2 separate regions of the Muntiacus reevesi genome follow, and region 2 is linked to region 1. A link is a contact called in public Hi-C data. All regions are on one chromosome and are shown on one strand. Each heading gives the region's core, a stretch centred on a gene start, on an enhancer-like site or on the middle of the called end of the contact. The rest is flanking DNA. Distances are from core to core; before and after follow the strand shown.

Evidence for each region. Hi-C and Micro-C count contacts between places; a contact is called where the count stands out from the background.
Region 2: a Hi-C map of blood shows a contact between it and region 1, with 3 times the contacts expected there. The contact joins the promoter of BEST4 here to the promoter of HPDL in region 1. A contact is called at or near these places in 2 of 3 Hi-C or Micro-C datasets (blood and muscle).

What each region holds. Positions count from the first base shown.
Region 1 is chr1:159,513,338-159,519,940 of mMunRee1.1, forward strand. HPDL (4-hydroxyphenylpyruvate dioxygenase like) reads right to left here and starts at 3,432. Exons shown (of 1, transcript XM_065929366.1): 1 at 1,683-3,432. The coding sequence starts at 3,220. The coding sequence ends at 2,048. MUTYH (mutY DNA glycosylase) reads left to right here. Exons shown (of 16, transcript XM_065914135.1): 15 at 113-154; 16 at 811-993. The coding sequence ends at 942.
Region 2 is chr1:159,970,758-159,978,109 of mMunRee1.1, forward strand. BEST4 (bestrophin 4) reads left to right here and starts at 3,886. Exons shown (of 10, transcript XM_065929471.1): 1 at 3,886-4,037; 2 at 4,130-4,224; 3 at 4,816-5,049; 4 at 5,209-5,363; 5 at 5,756-5,833; 6 at 6,319-6,391; 7 at 6,425-6,504; 8 at 6,608-6,688; 9 at 6,799-6,953; 10 at 7,101-7,352. The coding sequence starts at 3,886.

The sequences.
Region 1 (6,603 bases), core at 2,182-4,681:
TGAAAAACATATCTTAAACAAAAGTGTCGGGGCATGAAGTTAAGGGTAGAATACAGAGGTTTGTCTCTTTGGGGGAAAGATGCCAGCCCTGCACTTCCCTCGTCTCGTCTAGGTGTTCCGCATGTATGAGGGCCAACAGCCTGGCACCTGCAAGGTGAGTCTTTTGGCCCTCACCCAGCCATCTCTCCCCAGGGCCAAATCTACAGGTTTTCAGTGAGTTAAGTGATGCATGTTTGGGTGAACAGTCTCCATGACAGAGTTCACTGGAGCGAGAGGAATAGTTCTTGACCTGGAGACCTTACAGGTAGAGAGGGGACAGGAGCAAATGATGGAGACAGTAGTGTCACAGTGTGTGAAATGTTTGTACTCAGTTTTGTGGGATATGAAGTGGGGAGCTGTCATTTCTATCTAGGAGACAAGAGTCAGGAATGGATGCTTGGAAGAAGCAGCTGGTAATCTAGGTCCTAGAACTAAAGCATTTTCTCCGGGTTTGGAAGGAGAATCAGCAGTAAAGATGTTCTTTCCTGGCCCAAGAGTAGTGTGAGCCACGGTGAAGTACAGTACAACCTGTAAGCTGTTGGATTAGTTAGAGTTGTTAGCAGGACTGGCCCAGGCCAGTTAACACCGGGCCCTGAAGGATTTTGGGTGGAGAGAAGAGTCAGATTTGCATGTTAGGAAGACTGCCTCAGGAACAGGATGGAAGGTTTACAGTATTAAGGCTAGAATCTGAGCTAGATCAGTGGTGTGGGGGGCGGGGTGGAAGGAGAAGACTCTACTGTCACCTCGGTGTTTCCTTTGTCTTCTGCACAGGGTTCCAAAAGATCCCAGGTGGCCACCCTGTCCAAACGGAAAAAGCCCAGCCCAGGCCAGCAAGTCCTGGAGAGTTTCTTTCGGCCCCAGGTCCCCACTGATGCACCCAGCCTCAACAGTGCAGCCCAGTGATGCCTTTGGAATCCTCCACCCCGCAGAGAATCCTGTTTAATAAAATGCTTATTTTTGTAGTCATTCTGGAGACTTCCCACCCTCTCCTGAGCCCCTTCACTCCTTACCTCTGAGGGACCCAGAAAGTGGTAGAGCTCTGTTTGGTGCTGACTTCTGAGCTCCTAGCCAGCCCTGGGCAGATGGAAGAGGGGGGGTGTTCCGTCCTGAGTGATCTGTCCTCCTCCAACCCCAGAAGGGGAGAAGGCAGCTGCAGGGAGCTCCTGCCAGTGGCTTACATCCAGCACTCTCTGGCCAGGTCTCTGATTGGAGCTGCGTTATCACCCTAGAGCAGGTGGTTGGGCTTAGCCCTGACTCAGCCCCTCCCTGCAGTGGCTTCTCCCTAGGGAGAGGGGAAGCACAGGAGAATTTATTTTGCCTTAGACTCCTGTGCTCAGTGATTCTTTGGAGACCCCAAAGAATCCAAAGATTCTTTGGACTGTAGCCTACCAGGCTCTTATATCCATGGAATTTTCTGGAAAAAATGCTGGAGTGGGTTGCCATTTAGATCATTTGTTTAGGGATATATTATATATGTAGTGAAACAATGCAGAAAAACAGGTTTTTTTTTTTCATTTATTTTTATTAGTTGAAGGCTAATTGTTTTACAATATTGTAGTGGTTTATGCCATACATTGACATGAATCAGCCATGGATTTACATGTGTTTCCCATCCCGATCCCACCTCTCTTCCCATCCCATCCCTCTGGGTCTTCCCAGTGCACCAGTCCTGAGCACTTGTCTCATGCATCCAACCTGGGCTGGTGAGAAAAACAGGTTTTTAATCATAATATTGGAGGTGTGATGGAGAGAAATGAGGTCAGAAAGACACAAGGAGGATTCAGAAATCCCAGTTCTATTTCCTAATCATATAATCCTGCTGCTATTTACACTTTGCATATATATTAGATACAGACAATATGAGAAATGTTTCACAGTTATAAAAATCCTACCTTTCTGGACCCCTGTGAGAGTTTCAACTTCTGGCAGGTACTGATGAAATGGAAGCCCCTAAAGACAAAAGCTTTTACTCCAGGCCTCCGTGAATGTCCCTCAGTTCCAGCAGGCCCTAAGCCGAACTTTCCAATGCTCCAGGACAGGCGGCTGCATCCAGCTTGGGCCCTTTGCAGGTTTCTTGGACCCTGGCAGCTTGCTCCTGCACAGACTGCCACAGGGCCCGAATGTTGCCCTGGCCAAAGCCAGTGGCCCCCTGTCTCTGGATCAGCTCCAGGAAGAAAGTGTCCTCTGCAAACAGGGACTTGGTGAAGACCTGAAGCAGAAACTTGCCTCTGTCACCATCTAGCAAGACCCCCTGTTGGGCCAGCAGGTTAGGCTCGTGCCCTGCAGCCAGGATCTGCTCCACCTTGCCTGGCTGCTGGTAGTAGGCCTCAGGAGGAGTCAGAAGCTGACCCCCAGCCCCTGCCACCCCTTCAGTGGCTTCCTTGATACTGGGTGTGTACAGCCCCACGTGCTGCAATCCAGGTCCCCTGTTCCTGGCCAGGAACTGCTCCACCTGGTCCTGTCCGCTGGTGGCCCTCGGCAGGGACTCTGCCAGCACAAGGGTGGGGACAGCGCTGCCGACAGGGCCCTGCAGGGCAGTGAGCCTCAGCCCACCAAGCCCGGACCCTGCTGCCACCTCCAGGCCCAGCTCTGGATCCTCACCTGGGCTCAGTGGTAGGTGGTGAAAGCCTAGACAGTCGTGGAACCAGTGCATCAGTTTTGGGGAGCTGCTGGGGTTGCAGGCCAAGGTCAGGTGATCCACGTGGCTGAACCAGCAGGGCCCGGGTGCAGAGGGCACAGGGCTAAAGCCAGGCAGGAAGGGCCCACTGAAGCCAGTGCGCTCCAGCAGCGTCAGACTGAGGTTGCCTGCTGGCGAAGTGACCACGGCATAGATGGCAGCGCCCTGCTCATCTCGCACGCTAACAGGGGGTACCGGCACGCTGCAGCCCAGTGCCGCCAGCGCCCGGGCGGCAGCGTCCGCGTCGGCCACGTCGAAGCACAGGTTTGTGGCGCTGGGTATCCCATGATGCGGGTCCAGGCCATACAGCGGCTCTCCCAGCCCCGCGCCCTCGTTCACCAAAAAGACAGCGTCGCCGCTGCGCAGAGCCAGCTGCCTCCAGCCGTCTGCTTCCCGCACCGCCAAGGGCTGGAAGCCAAAGAAGCGCTGCAGATCCTGGGCGAAGGGTAGCCCCACCGGCACGTGGAAGGCGATATGACACAGACGGCGGACTGGAGCGGCCATGGCGGTGTGGATGGCGACCCTGGCCTGTCCTTCCCCTGGGGACGCTCACTTGTCGTTCAGGACTCCGAGACTCTCAGTCCCTGGCTTGTCGTCGGAAGCCGGTGGAGTCCAATTTTGCCGGCAAAGCACCTTCCTCGATCTTTTTCTGGCAGGAGCCACAGACGGACCCCCTTGGGGGCTTGCAGTTCCTGCTGCCGAGCTACCGCAAACTGGAGCTGTATGGGGACCACCAAGTCTGAGCTGCGGCTTTTGAGAACCACGTGGAGGCACGGCAGGGAAGGGGCGGGAGAGGGGGCGGAGCCAGTGACTGCCGCTGCCATGCTCCACCTTCTCGCTCAGCCTGTGTTGCAGACGGTACACGGGGTACACAGGACTGCCCCCTCCCATGGCCTCTGTCTGGGCCACACACCCTTGGGCACTGATTCTCCCTTCCCCCAACTCTCGAGATCACAATAGCTGCCTTCATTAGATTCCAGGCACTGGGCTCCCATGCATGCGGCAACCTCAGAGCAAAGAGAATCAGCTCTAGTTGGTGGAAGAGCCCGGATTTTCTCCCTACAAGCACGGAATTTCTTAGCAATTTTCCTGCTTTAGTTTAAAATATTTGGAGAATTTTGCTTTTAAGTCCTAATGTTCCTAAAACTTAAAAAAAAAAAAAAAAAAGAATGCTTTTAAGTTACAAATTTTCACTCTCCAAAATAGTGCAGAGAAATGTATGTTATAGGAAGATAGACCATTTATATGGCTCCTACAAGCATCTGTCTTTTGGGAAATCTCTCAGTTGCACCTCTTTTTTCAACCCCACTTCTCCCTTAATATGGTTTACCCTCCTTGCCCCAAACAAGATTTAGAGGGAAAAAAATATATATATAAACCAGTGGCTCAGGATCTGAAAGGAACAGCTGCATGGGTGTCCTTTCTCACCCTCCTGACTCTATTGAAAGAAAAGTGAAAGTCACTCAGTTATGTCTAACTCTTTGCGATCCCATGGAATAGTCCATGGAATTCTCCAGGCCAGAATATTGGAGTGGGTAGCTGTTCCCTTCTCCAGGGGATCTTCCCAACCCAGGAATTGAACCCAGGTCTCCCAAATTGCAGGTGGATTCTTTACCAGCTGAACCATGAGGAAAGCCTTAGGATTGAACAAGCCCTCCCTGCTCTTTGAAGTTTCTTGATTGGGTACTGGGTCAGAGAAGCTTAGTGGAGCCACTTCTGGTCTTGCCATTCAGAACAGTGTGAGATCCCTGGGTTGAGGAGATTAGGAGTCTTCTGGAACTTCACCTGTAGCTCTTGAAGGGATTGGAAGGGCATTCCAAGAAGGGCAAATGGCATAAGCAAAAGCTCAATGAGAAGTGTGAGCCAAGCCCTCAGAGGACTGACCAATGGAGTGTAAGGTTGGGGAGATAGTGGGATGGATGCTATGGTCTGAAGCATTGCAAAAGAGATTCCTTTATTAGGCAGCCTGGTGTGACAACTTATTATTGAGTTTCATTGGCAAGAGGAAGAATGATGCAATGAGGAGACAGGGCTTAGCAAAAGGCCAAGCTGAGTGTTCATGTCTACAGTCAGTAAGTCAGTACCCAGAAGCTGGTCATTAGTGGTGAAGGTACTTTGTGCTACTCTGCACACCAGTGATTTTGAGAACAAGGGCTCCAGAAGCCATAGAGACCTGGCATTAAAATTCACCTCCAATTCTGATTAGCACCGGTATAACTTTGGGCAAGTTGCTTAAATTCTCTGAGCCTTAGTTTCTTCATCTGTAAAAATAGGAATAATAATAGTGTTGTAGCCACACATTCTGGGAAATAAACTCACTCAGTGGGACAATGCAGATAGTGGAGTGCAGTTTATTACACCGGTAGGCCCAAGGCAGAGTCTCCTCTTAGCCAAGGACCCTGACCAGTTTTTCTGAAAACCTTATATACCCTAAGTGTACGTGCCCAAACCCACCTCCCCAAATTCCCTGAAACTAGTCTGAATAAAGGAAAAGAAAGATACAATCAAAGTTAACCCGTGATGCATGAGACAAGTGCTCGGGCCTGGTGCACTGGGAGGACCCAGAGGAGTTGGATGGTGAGGGAGGTGGGAGGGGGGATTGGGTTGGGGAATACGTGTAACTCTATGGCTGATTCATGTCAATGTATGACAAAACCCACTGAAATGTTGTGAAGTAATTAGCCTCCAACTAATAAAAACAAAAACAAAAACAAAGTTAACCCGTGATTCATATGCCTTAATCCTAGGTAGTCAACAGTTGACAATTATCAATAGACCTGTGGTCATACCCCAAAAAGCATAATAGAATTTATGAGTCTATTTGGTTACACAGATAATTAGGGTTTTCTTTTAGGCAACAGAGAGTCTAGGTACCAGCCCTGGGGCTTTTCCATCCAGGGGGGCCTGGTTTTCTAGTTGGTATGTCATTTCCATAAATACTGGGCATATAGCTCAAAGTCCACAGTCCGGCCCAAGATGGAGTCCTGCTTTCAAGATGGAGACTGTTCTGTCTGTTTCCTCCTTCAATAGTACCTAGTTCATGGGATTGTTATGATTAAAAGAAATAGTATATGGTATAGTATATGGATGAAGCACAAGCTGGAATCAAGATTGCTGGGAGAAATAGCAATAACCTCAGATATGCAGATAACACCACCCTTATGGCAGAAAGTGAAGAACTAAAGAGCCTCTTGATGAAAGTGAAAGAGGAGAGCGAAAAAGTTGGCTTAAAGCTCAACATTCAGAAAACAAAGATCATGGCATCCAGTCCCATCACTTCATGGCAAATAGATGGAGAAACAGTGGAAACAGTGGCAGACTTTATTTTTTTGGGCTCCAAAATCACTGCAGTTGGTGACTGCAGCCATGAAATTAAAAGACGCTTCCTCCTTGGAAGGAAAGTTATGACCAACCTAGACAGCATATTAAAAAGCAGAGACATTACTTTGTCAACAAAGGTCCATCTAGTCAAGGCTATGGTTTTTCCAGTAGTCATGTATGGATGTGAGAGTTGGACTATAAAGAAAGCTGAGCACCAAAGAATTTATGCTTTTGAACTGTGGTATTGGAGAAGACTCCTGAGAGTCCCTTGGACTGCAAGGAGATCCAACCAATCTATCCTAACGGAAATCAGTCCTGAATGTTCATTGGAAGGACTGATGCTGAAGCTGAAACTCCAATGCTTTGGTCACCATGATGCGAAGAGCTGACTTATTTGAAAACACCCTGATGCTGGGAAAGATTGAAGGTGAGAGAAGGGGACGACAGAGGATAAGATGGTTGGATGGCATCACTGACACAATGGAGATGAGTTTGAGTAATACCTGGGAGTTGGTAATGGACAGGGAGGCCTGGCAGGCTGCAGTCCATGGGGTCACAAAGAGTTG
Region 2 (7,352 bases), core at 2,636-5,135, 460 kb after region 1:
AACCTCTGACCAAGCTGAGGTCTTTCTGAGCTCTCTGAGTCTCCATCCCCCAGAGGATGCTCTCAGGCCTGCTGCTCCTAGTTGAATAACTATCATAAATGCCTACCCCCTGGCAGCTTAGAGTCAGAATCTCTTGACAGTATCAGGTCACAGAGGTCAAGGGAGTCTTTCAAGAAAGATAGATGTAGCACTTCTCTGGGGATTCAATGGTTAAAACTCTGCACTTCCAATGAAGGGGACACAGGTTTGATTCCTGGTCGGGGAACTAAGATCCCACATGTCTGTGTGGCCAAGTAAATATATAAAATTTTTTTAAAAAAGTGAAAGATACCAAGTAAGGTGAAGACTCAGGAGAGGCCTATTGGATTCAGCAACAAGGAGATCTCAGGTGTCCTTGGCAGGGGCAGAGGTGGAAGTACAAGAGCCATACCAGAAAGGAGAAAGTTAATAGCTACAGGAGCATTTCGTGCTTACCAAGCACTGCATAAATACTAATTCATTTAATAGTCACAATAACTCTGTGAGATAGGTATTATCTTTGTTCCCCCACAGGGAATTAAGGCCAGAGGTTAAACAGTTTGCTTAAGAACAGGTCACAAAGGTAGTTTACTGTGGAGTCTGGATTTAAACATATGGGCAGGGACTTCCCTGGTGGTTCAGTGGCTAAGATTCTGTGCTCCCAATGCACAGGGCCTGGGTTTGATTCCTGGTCAGGGAACTAGACCCTATATATTACAACTGAGAATTCACATTCTGGAACTGAAGATCCCGCATGCTGCAACTAACACCCGGTGCAGCCAAATACATAAATAAATATTGACTCAATGGACAAGAGTTTGAGCAAACTCTGGGAGATAGTGAAGGACAGGGAAGCCTCTTGTGATGCAGTCCAAGGGGTCGCAAACAGTTGGATACCACTTAGCGACTGAACAACAAAATAAATAAATATATAAAATGTGATCTTAAAAAAAAATTATCTAGGCAGTCTGGCTCCAGACTCCATGCAATAAACTGCCAAGCCATATATCAGCTCTCAGCTGTGAGGAGGGGAGGGGGCACTGGTGGTTAGGACCAGAAGAGAGGGAGGGGCAAGAGCTAGGGGAGGATAAAGAAGGGTGGGGAAAATGATTTACAGGTGGAGTGGTTCCCTCTCCTTGACCATAAACCAAAGGGACCTGTCATCAACTGGGAAGGGAGATAAAGTGACTCAGGAAGGAGGGGCTGGGTGGGGCCTGAGGACTGCTCCCTCCCGGGGCAAGGCTTCAGGTTCTGCACCTTTACCCATGGCTCTGTGGGAAATTCACAGGCCAGAGATCCAGAGAGTGGGTAACAGGCAGATGTGAGAGAGCCTCAGATGGGGATGGGAGCTAAGGACTGAAACGCAGCCAACTGGAAGCACTGTCAGAGAAGTGACAGGACGTCAGGGCCTGGGCTTCTCAGGTAGCAGAGACTCTTTAAGAGAAGCAGTCCAGAACGTTCTAGGAAAGCCACAGATCAGAGCGTGGGAAGGCGCTGCAGGGCCATGCGGGTTAAGTCCCCAGAACTGGTATCTTGCCCTTTTGCAGGTCAGCTCGTGGGTTTTCCAGACCTCCAGGACAAACACACACAGAGTCCTGTTCTTTCTACATATGGACACCTCACCTGAGCCTGGGAAGGAAACATAACTCATCAGGCCATGAGTTGGCCCGCAGACCTTGCTCATTCAGGGAGTTTCTTATAAAAAGTGGGGAGAAGGACCAGATATCTTTCAGGTTAAATGATACATGCACCCCAGTGTTCACAGCAGCACTGTTTACAATAGTTAAGACATGGAAGCAACCTAAATGTTCAATAGAAGAATGGATAAAGAAGATGTGATATATATATATATGTGTATATATATATATATATATACACACACACACAATGGAATATTACTTAGCTATAAAAGATGAAATAATGACATGGATGGACCTAGAGATTCTCATGCTGAGTGAAGTCAGAGAAAGACAAATGTATTATATCACTTCTATATGGAATCTAAAAAAAATGGTATAAAAGAACTTATTTGCAAAACAGAAATAGAATCACAGATGTAGAAAACAAACTTATAGTTATGGGGGGGAGGGGGAGGGATAAAAATTGGGAGATTGAGACTGATAAATATACATCACTATGTACAAAGTAGATAACTAATAAGGACTTGCTGTATAGCACAGGGAACTCAGTACTCTGTAACGGCCTATATGGGAAAATAATCTAAATAAAAGTGGATATATGCATATGCATAAATGATTCACTTGGCTGTATAGCAGAAACAAACACAACATTGTAAATCAACTGTAGTCTAATTTAAAAAATTTTTTTAATAAAATAGAGAAAAGAAAAGCCTCCCTGGGTTCAAGTCCTCAGCTTTATTGAGCTGAATCAGATGTAATCCTGTCCAATGTCTTGTGGGTTGGAGGGGAAACCTCTTTGTAGATTTTAGGGCGGTATGACTAACTGATTCGAGAGAGGACCTCAAAGGAGCAGTCAAAGGGAGTGAGGTCAGAGGCTCACGACAGCAGGTGGAAGTGGGGGCATCTCATAGGCCTCATATCCACGTTAAAAGCCAGGACCTGGCACTGTTTGACTTGGGGACAGGCCGGCCAGGCATCGGGGGATAGGTCTCTGACTCTCAATCTCTGCAGGATTGCCAGGTTCTGAGAAGCAACAGTGGACCACTAGGCGGAAACCAAAGGGAAAAGACTGGCTTTTCATGGTGACAGTCGCCCAGGATAAATGCCTGCATGCTCCCGGCTCCGGGCATTCTTGCTCTGAATAGTCTCCACTGCCTTGTGAGGAAGGAGTTATTGATACTGTTTTACAGAGGAGCAAACTGAAGTCCAGAGAGATTAGGTATCTTGGACAAAGCCACAGAGCAGCAGAATTCAACCCCAGGTGTGTCGGCCTTGCAAACTTATGTTCCTAACCCCCCTCCCTGCTTCCTCTCTTCAGGAACCACTTGCAGGGAGAAGCAGCTCACAGCGTGGGGAGGGAGCCTCCCAGGACAGGCCAGAGATTTGATGGAGTGGTCCTCTGGCACAGTGCCTGTCACTTGTCAGTGCTCTGCCATCAGCAGCTGTTATAACACTTTATCATGCATCTGTCTTCTCACCTGGAGCGTGGGACAGTCATTTCTGTCACCTTGGTTCCAAGGACATGGTGTGAGCTGCGGGGTCAACGCAGAGGCATTTATAGCACTCAACGGCCAGCCCAGCCCTGCAGGCACAGGAAGACACAGCCAGTTCCCAGCACCAGGGGAAGCCGGGTGACAGCCTCAATCCATCAATGATAACCTCAGTCCGGGCAAACTTTATGGACCCAGGAGGTACTTAAGTGTTGTGGGGTGAAGGCTAGCTCAGTTCCCCTTCCTCGGCACAGGCTGCTGTCCAGAGCAGGTAGGTAGGTGTGGGGTGGGGGTCAGAGTGCCCTGTGCCTTGAGAGACCACCTATCAGCCTCGAGAGCAAGACCCCACAGTGTGTGGGGCTAGGCTACAGTTGAGTCTCCTGTCCTCAGCAGTTCAGGGGTTCCTCCTAGTCCTGCAAGTGGAAGAGGAGCTTGGGGCAGCCTCAGGCAGGAGAGGATATAGATCTAAGCTCCCCTCTGCCCCATCTCATCCTGGTTTGACCCACATGCCACTGAGTCCTAGGGGGCTGGGGGTGTTCTCTGTCTGCTTGTCTGCTTCCTCCCCTTGGTCTACTGACTGGATGAAGGCTGGGGTCGGGGGGTGACCAGAGTTGTGGGAGGTTACCTGGGGACCTAAGCTGGGTGACGAGAAGGCAGGCCAAGGAGAAGGTTCGTGGGGGGAGAAGGACAGCTCCAAGGGCAGCTCTCTCGACCTTCTGCCCCAGGCCGCCAGCACCATGACCGTCTCCTACACCCTCAAAGTGGCGGAGGCCCGCTTCGGAGGCTTCTCTGGCCTGCTTCTCCGTTGGCGGGGAAGCATCTACAAGCTCCTCTACAAGGAGTTCCTCCTCTTCATCGCCCTGTATGCTCTGCTTAGCGTCACCTACCGGTGCGAGGGTGAGGGCAGGGTCTGAGGGCTGGCCTGCAGGGGACTAGGTTGCCCATCTCCCTCTAACCCAGGGCCCACCTGACCTTCCCCAGGCTGCTGCTGACCCAGGAGCAGAAGCACGTGTACGCTCAGGTGGCCCGATACTGCAACCGCTCTGCGGACCTCATCCCCTTGTCCTTTGTACTGGGTAAGTTCAAAGGACAAGGGGTTCTCCCTTGCAGTCCCCTAGCCATCTTTCCTGACCTTTGGGCTGGGCTGCTAGCTCTGAGGGTCAGAACTAGTCCAGCGGCACATCTGGAGGTCAACCAGAGCAGGCTCAGCAGACAAGGGAGCTGTGTGCCGGGTCCAGGATTCCCAGAGGACTAGGCCCTGCCTATCACCAGCCCGACCCTCACTCCAAACACAGCCCCAGCCTGCTGCTGGCCTCACACCCCCCTGGGTCCTGCATTAGAACTGGAGAGAGGTGACACCTCCCTCCGCACCCTCATGGGAAGCAGGGCTCATAGTTAACCACTGTTTGGACTTGAACCATCACGTCTCTTCTGCCTGAGGAGGTCTGCAGTCTTCTTTCTCCCTGCCTGGTTTGGTCCATCAGGGCATAATCAGAGGATGTGGTTGTCCCTCCGACAAGCGAGGCAGGGTGCTGGAGTCAATGCGTCCTTCCCCCTGCCTTGGTTCCACCTGGCTTGGACCAGGCGTTCTGGTTGCGGGCAGGACACACTGACTTCCAAGCCCTCCCTCTTCCCTTCCCGTCCCCGCTACCCACGACGGCGACCAGGTTTCTACGTGACCATGGTGGTGAACCGCTGGTGGGCCCAGTACACAAGCATCCCGCTGCCGGACCAGCTGATGTGCGTCATCTCGGCCACCGTGCACGGCGTGGACCAGCGTGGCCGTCTGCTGCGCCGCACCCTCATTCGCTACGCCAACCTAGCGTCGGTGCTGGTGCTGCGCTCTGTCAGCACGCGCGTGCTCAAGCGCTTTCCCACCATGGAGCACGTGGTGGACGCAGGTGCAGCGCTCAGGGAGCCCTGGGAGGGACTGGACCGGACCTGCCCCGAGGGTCTCCTAGGCGGGAAGGTTTGACCACCAGGGGGAGCTCCAGGGCCCCAGAGCGTTGAGTCCTGGAGGCCAAGGATGAGATTTCATTCCTTTCTCTTCATCCCTGCAGGTTTCATGTCCCAGGAAGAAAGGAAAAAGTTTGAGAGCCTGAAATCTGACTTCAATAAGTACTGGATTCCTTGCGTCTGGTTCACCAATCTGGCGGCCCAGGCCCGGAGGGACGGGCGAATCCGTGATGACATTGCTCTCTGCCTGCTCCTGGAAGTGAGTCAGCCTAGGACAGGGCCCATCTGCCCTCCTCCCCCTAGTTCTGCATACTGCAATCATAATTTCAGTGCTTAACACCTACATGGGGTCTATTATGTAGCGCAGCAAGTGTGAGGAAGTGAGGAAACTGAGGCAAGGAGCGGGAAAAAAAACTTGCCCAAGTCACACAGCTAGTTAGTGGAGCTGAGATTCATCCTCAGAGCTTCTGGCTCCAGGGTCTGTCCTTGCAGTCACTGTGCTAAACTCCCTTCCATCACAGGCACCCCAGCCTGACAACACCTCTGAAAGCAGAATGAGACCTAGCCCAGGCTTAAATGTGTACTGGACTCCCCGTCCCCTTCTCCTTTCTTCCTGTCTCCACTGACTTCCTCTTCCTGCTGTTCCACCAGGAGCTGAACAAGTACCGGGCCAAGTGCAGTATGCTCTTCCACTATGACTGGATCAGCATCCCCCTCGTCTACACCCAAGTAACTGCCTCTCACCTCCCCAGCCCCAGTGCCTACTGTATGTCCTGTGCTGTGTGTGACACCGAGAACTAGAGATGGTACCTGCCCAGGAGCGGCAGTTCAGTCCAGTGAGACACTAAATAGCCAAGGGCTCATCCTCAAAGCCTCCCTGGACCCTCACTAAGATGATCCCCTCCGACTTGGTGCTGCCACACCTTGCTACATGTTGTATTTATTTTTTATTTTTTAAAATATTTATTTATTTGGCTGGGTTGGGTCTTCTTTGCAGCACGGGGGAGCTTTAGTTGGTGCATGCGAACTCAAGGTGCAGCAATGTGAGATCTAGTTCCCTGACCAGGGATGGAACCTGGGTCCCCTACATTGGGACCTCACCCCCAGGGAAGTCCCCGCTACATATTTTAATTACTTGTTAGATCTACCACTGACCCTCGGGGCAGAGACAGCATTTTAACCTGTCCCACTCAGCCTGGCATCCCCTCCTCCAGGTGGTGACCATAGCGGTATACTCCTTCTTTGCCCTCTCCTTGGTGGGCCGCCAGTTCGTGGAACCAGTGGCAGGTGCTGCCAAACCTCGGGAGCCTCTGGAGCCAGGGCCAGCCGTGGGCGATCTGGACATGTATGTGCCTCTCACCACTCTGCTGCAGTTCTTCTTCTATGCTGGCTGGCTCAAGGTGGGCACTTCAGGGGGTGGAGGTATGGACCGAGGACCCACCCACACTTTGGGGTTAGAAAGTAGGGCTCTGAGCCCAGAAAACACTCTCTTACCACCTGCAGGTGGCAGAACAGATCATTAATCCCTTTGGTGAGGATGATGACGACTTTGAAACCAACCAGCTTATAGACCGCAACTTGCAGGTGATTCAGGGTCTGGTGGCAGCTCTCTGGAAGTCGGGCTCTCCCTCCTTGCCAGCTCTCAGTCCGGGTTCGCAGAGGAGAAGGGGATTCTTGTGACCTGCTGCCCCCAGGTATCCCTGCTCTCCGTGGATGACATGTACCAGAACCTGCCTCCCACGGAGAAGGACGCCTACTGGGATGAGGACTCGGCGCAGCCGCCCTACACAGTGGCCACTGTGGCCGAGTCGCTGCGGCCTTCCTTCCTGGGCTCCACCTTCAACCTGCGGTGAGTAGTCCCCGCCGGCGGAGGCAGGACCTGAGTCAGTAGCCAGGCTCCAGTTCCCCGCCCACCCTCCTGGGGTCCAGGACTCGGTCCCTCCCGGTCCCCCTGCTGTCAGAGGCTTGCTCACACAGCCCTCCTGCCTGCCCGCAGCATGAGCGACGACCCTGAGCAGAGCCTGCAGGTGGAGGCGTCACCTGGGCCAGCCCGGCCGGTGACCGCGCAGACCCCACTGCTCGGCCGCTTCCTGGGCGTAGGCGCTCCCTCGCCAGCCATCAGCCTTCGGAACTTCGGCCGCGTCCGCGCCCCCCGGACCCCGCATCTGCTGCGCTTCCGGGCCGAAGAGGGCGGCGACGTCGAGGCAGCGGACCGCATCGAGGAGGAGGCGTCAGGGTCTGGGGACGA